Linked DNA regions of Sus scrofa: region 1 is linked to region 2. Evidence: chromatin contacts called from public HiChIP or PLAC-seq data. All regions are on one chromosome and are shown on one strand. The core of a region is the stretch at or near the end of the contact, and the rest is flanking DNA. Distances in the headings are between cores, read along the strand shown. Region 1 overlaps FGGY (FGGY carbohydrate kinase domain-containing protein). Region 2 overlaps FGGY (FGGY carbohydrate kinase domain-containing protein).

Evidence for each region. HiChIP or PLAC-seq counts read pairs in DNA pulled down with a chosen protein or histone mark.
Region 1: a contact with region 2 is called in an H3K27ac HiChIP or PLAC-seq map of alveolar macrophages. The contact joins two enhancer-like sites. A contact is called at or near these places in 2 of 47 Hi-C or Micro-C datasets (embryonic fibroblasts and fibroblasts) and 2 of 2 datasets of contacts at active chromatin or transcription factors (alveolar macrophages and skeletal muscle).

Annotation. Positions count from the first base shown.
Region 1 is chr6:153,118,329-153,121,028 of Sscrofa11.1, forward strand. The region is part of intron 5 of FGGY (FGGY carbohydrate kinase domain-containing protein); the gene reads right to left. Among named protein-coding and RNA genes, the nearest start is that of FGGY, 94 kb to the right of the region's middle. Within about 2 kb of position 1,398, at least 15 of the 83 cell types and tissues checked have an H3K27ac peak or open chromatin away from gene starts, as enhancers often do. A contact at or near this core is called in alveolar macrophages, where this site is marked.
Region 2 is chr6:152,759,256-152,761,955 of Sscrofa11.1, forward strand. The region is part of intron 15 of FGGY (FGGY carbohydrate kinase domain-containing protein); the gene reads right to left. Among named protein-coding and RNA genes, the nearest start is that of HOOK1, 51 kb to the left of the region's middle. Within about 2 kb of position 1,421, at least 7 of the 83 cell types and tissues checked have an H3K27ac peak or open chromatin away from gene starts, as enhancers often do. A contact at or near this core is called in alveolar macrophages, where this site is marked.

The sequences.
Region 1 (2,700 bases), core at 148-2,647, 360 kb after region 2:
GGATTAAGAGTTAAGTAATGTATATCAAGTACCATATAATGTTTGGCAGTAGAAGTTATATTCAATAAACTGCAACCAAATTGATCATTACCAGTACTGTCCAAGGCTGTATAAACCAATAAGGGACAGAGTGGACTTTTATATTCATATTTGCCCTATTCTAGAACCAACATGAACAACAATACTTACTGAGAATGTACCATGTACAAGCATTACGATGTAAATGCTTTACATGTATTCATACCATCAATGGGAAATGTACTATTATTAGCCTCACAATATAGATACTGAAACTGAGATACAAAACTGCCTCATAACTATTAGAAGCTTGACAGGCTTCCTCATTCCTGATTTTAGGTACTTCTGATAAAATATGATTCCCACCACCACATTCACTTATTCTCCGTGATGATGTGCCTGCATTTTACAGGCAGCATCATTTTACATACAACATCTCAGATATATTTTTGAAACAGAGGGCATACAAAAAGGGACACTGTTTTGAATTCTGTAAGAAGATAGGAACTATATACACGTAAAGTAATATTATTATTATTACTACTTTGCAAAGACATAAACAAGTTGCATCAGATTTTTATTGTCCTCAGTAGTCAACTGGGTTCTAGCTGAATCTCACCAGCCTCTGGCTTTTCTTTCGCATTCTGCAAAATTTCAAGATATTTGGACTGCCTGAAACACACCAAGGAATAGTTCCCGAAGCCACATGTGACCTGACCCTCATGGCCAAAGCCCCCAAATGGACACAAGCAGAAAGGTCAACATATTCTATTTCCCCATGGCAAATGGCCTTTGGAAACACTGGTTGTTGTTGTTGTTGTTTTTCCTTTTTATACTTTCACAAATGATCATGATCAACAAGAATGAGATAAAATTGACTGCAGCTGGGGAAAAATGCTGATGTGAGTGGCTAAAAACATCATGTGTAATTTGTAATAAAAGGGTACAGGACCACAATGTAAGTCGAGGCCCACAGACTCAACCCTTCTAAAGTCACATCTCATTAAGACTAGGAGCAGCAGCTGGGTTTTCCCAAAACAAGTCCTAGAGGAACAAAATTAGAAGGGTCTCCGTCCTTTAGATGTGCTCTTGAAAAGATCAAGTCGTTGATCTGCTTGGATTTTTATAGACAGTTGACAGGGCAGACCTGAGTGCATGTTATTCTAAAGGTCAAAGAACTGGCAAAAATGTTTGACTGTTGTCAAACAAGAATGAGCCCCCTTTGAAGTTGGAGGCTTAGATGAGCTGATTCCAAAGTACTCTCTTCAAATGCAGCACAGGCGAGGGTGAAAAATAAAAATGCCGCCCTGTGTAAGCTGAGATGTCTCTTAAGTAACGCAGGGTACACTGCCCTACCCTGCTCTGGTGGCATGCCCTGCCATTGAAATTTGAGTGAAAAGGAACAACACAGGAAGTGGGATGGTGTCAGCAAACAGCCACAATGAACACTCCACTCCCGACATCCTGCAAATGTCCACAAGAAAACCTCCCTCGAAGTCCTTCTGCTTCCAGTTTCATGGGCTCAGTATTTGCTTTGCCCTCTATTTATTTGTGCTCACCTACTAGTCATTCCACCCGGCTCATAGTTTATTTTGTGGATGACTTCTGGCCAAACTTGCTGTCCTGCCACCAAACGCTTGAGTTGTTGCTGTGGTTATCATTCAGGAAGTTGCACTCCGTTGTTATCTGAACCTTCGCTGACTTTCTGTTGAGTAAATCAGACTACTATTCCACCTCATAAATCAGAAACACAACCCCGTGTCCCTCACCCCAGCAGCCCCAGGAGCTGGGGAGCAGAAGTACCAGCAGAATCAAGGGAAGTTCTTGCAGACTCAAATATCACAGAAATGCAATAATTTGTCTTTATTAATAGAAGGTCAAATACCATGTACCTCTGACAGTTGCATCAATATTTTTATAGTCCTTAGGTCCTGACTTGCACCAATGGCCACACACACAAACACACACACACACACTGAAGTCTAAATCCTGATATTGTTGAATGGCTTTTAGATACTTTTTTGAAAACAAGGACATTTAAGACATAAAGTATCTAACCTGGTGCCTGGTTTTCTCTGGAATTGGACCTCCCAGAATTCCACTCCCGGGAATACCTGCCACTTTGGGGTACTATGGAGTCCTTGCTGCTTTGCAAAACCTACGACCCATTTCTTAGGACACAGAAGATGCCAGTGAACAGCTCTAGCTCTTACTGCTTCCCTCAACAAAGATACAACTAGTATGGCTTAAATATCATCATTTGCCTCAATAAATCATCATTATCATCATGAAGGAGGTAATATTATCCCCATTTTGCAGATGAAGAAATAGATGTTCAGCAAGGTTACTTCCCTAAAATCACATATGTAAAGAGGCTGAAGGGGGTCCAAGCTCAATTTGAAGTCCAGTGTTTTTTGTTCGTTTGTTTTTGTTTTTCCCTACTGTGTATAAACCAAGAGTCAATGGGGCTGGGGCTACTTCTGGAAAGTGTGATGGCTTAAAACTCTAGTTCCTCCAATCACTGGTTCTGTGACCTACTCTTTCCTGTTATCCTTCCAACTTCTTTACCCTCTAGTTAGGGGCTGAGAGAGCAGGGCTGGATGGAGGGGGTGTTGCATTCTCTAAGGTCCCAGACCCTGAAATCCATCAGCACTGAAAAAAAAAAAAATCATGAAGCTACAA
Region 2 (2,700 bases), core at 171-2,670:
TGGCCTCGCTCAGTGGGTTAAGGATCCAATGTTGCCATGAGCTGTGGCGTAGGTTGGCAGCTAAAGCCCCGATTCAACCCCTAGCCTGGGAACTTCCATATGCCTCAGGTGCGGCCCTAAAAAGAGAAGAAGAAAAAAAAAAAAGTACCTACATCATAGAGTGACTGAATTTTAAACATGAAAATCAACATGAAATACTTTGCAGGCTGTCAAGTGTTTATGAATGTGAGCTAATGTTCTTACATCCTTCTGTTATCCTGGAATGTTAGATGATGAATAGACTATACTTTTCCTTTTGTGTGCATGGGAAGCTGAGGTCCAAGGTACTTCTTTCCCTATGCTTTTTGTTTTTCAATTTTTTAAGTTGTGGTAAAATATGCAGTTTACCATTTTAGCCACTTTTTAGTGTACAACCCAGTGGCACTAGGTACATTCACATTACCATGTGCAGTCCTCACCACCATCCACCCACAGAACTCTTTTCATCTCGCAAAAGTAAAACTCTATCTATTAAACAATAGCTACCCATTCTCCCCTCTCCCCCCCATCCCCTGGAAATCACCATGCTACTTTCTGTCTCTATGAATCTGACTATTCAAAGAACCTTACAGAAGTGGAATCAGGTAATATTTGTCATTTTGTGACTAGCTCTTTTCACCAACATAACGTCCTCAAGGTTCATCCATACTGTAGCATATTTCATTAGACCCTTCCTTTCTAAGGCTTAATAATATTCTATCGTATGTATTATATACCCCTTTTTCTCTATCTTAATAAGACATATGGTTGCTTCCATGTTCTAGCTACTGTGTATAATGCTGCTATGAACATAGGTATATAAATATCTCTTTGAGACCCTGATTTCAGTTCTTTGGGCACATACTCAGAAGTGCAATTTCTGGGTTATATGGTGGTTTATCTTTATTGTTTAAGGAACCACCATATTATTTTCTACAATGGCCACACCATTGTCCATCTCCACCAACAGTATGCAAGGGGTGCGATTCTTCTACATTCTTGTCAACACTTGTTATTTTATTTTATTTTTTTGACGGTAGCCACCCTAATGGGTGTAAACTGTTATCTCACTGCAGTTTTGACTTGAATTTCCCCTATGTTTAGTGATGGTGAATATCTTTTCACGTGTTTATTGGCCATGTATATATCATTTTTGGAGAAATGTCTATTCAAGTCCTTTGCCCATTTTTGATTTAGGTTGTTTGTTTTTTGGTTGTTGAGTTTGGAGAGTACTCTGCATATGGATATTAATACTTTATCAGCTGTATGATATAAAAATGTTTTTTCCTGTTCTTAGGTCTGTGTGGCACAGATAACTGTGTGGTACAGATAACTAACGTGATTTGAGTCAAGGAGATATGAGAGTAGTTCAGCAAACTGGCTCTCTTTCCCCTTGCAAATCTTCCAGTCGCCTGCAGATGGTGCTAGAGCATCGTGTGTGCCTCCCTCAAAGAGGAGGGCTCCCAGCTGACAGCAAGAAGCCAAGGATTCTTTTCCAAAGAATACGTGGGTTTACACAAAGGACTTAAAAACAGACTTCCTTCAAAAGTCTTTGGAAGGTCAGTAAAGAGATGGAGAAGAATAATCTGTTTCTAATTTCAACAAGAGAGGGATGCTGCTGGCCCAGGGCCTCCACTGTCATGGGGAACTCAGAACTCTCAAGGTTCCTGCATTGAGCTCCCCCATGTAGGGACTTGCTCCACAGACCCTGGTATTTACAGGATGGTTTATATGCAGCTCCATTTTCAGACCCTTTTTTAAGAAAATGAAAAGACACTAGATGGTTTTTTCCGTGTATAGTTCCATTCTGTTAAATGTTGATAGTGCTTGAGTAGGATCAGTGCCTTTGACTGTCCATTACATAAGGTAGAATTTGCTTTTATGACTTAATCTCAAATGCTTTCCTAAAATGATAAATGCCGCTTGTTCCTTCCTCTCTAAGCTCACTACCAGTGATTCAGTATAGGTCTTTTTCATCTCTCATTTGGATTACTGAAAAGCTTTCCATCTCTAACTTAGGTCTCTCTGCTTCTACCCTTAGCCCTCTAATGCATCTTCTAAAAGGATCTTTCTAATATCCACAACAGAGTAGGTTCCACCACTGCCTAAAATTCAGTATCTCCATTCTGCACTAGGATGAAGTATGAGGTCCTTAGCACAGCCTCAAAACTCTGTATGAAAGGACCCCCTTTGTTCCTGCCAAATCCAGTTTCACTTCCTGCCATCCCCCATCTCATACTTTGTATTTCAGAATTATAAGTTGTTTAGAGTTACCTGAATATACCATGCTGGTTCCATCTTTATAATTCTGCATATGTTATAATTTTCTCTACTGACAATATTCTCCCCTGTCTTGCCCTGACAAGAACAGATGCGCAGTTGCCAAGGGGGAGGGGGCTGGTGATATACATATTTATGACTGAGTCACTGCTGTACAGCAGATATGGGCACAACATTGTATATCAACCATGATAATAAAACATTTTAAAGTTTGTATCTGATCTCCAGGTCTGGCCCTACCTAGCTCTGTAATCCTAGGGAACTGAAAGTGACTTTACCTCTCTGAACTTAATCACCTACTTAATGAGAGGCCTGGATTGCTGAACCCTGAGATTTATTCCAGCTCTAGAGTTGCATGTGTTTGCTGTCCTCCTTCCTCTGCATTGTGCATGGAAAATGTAT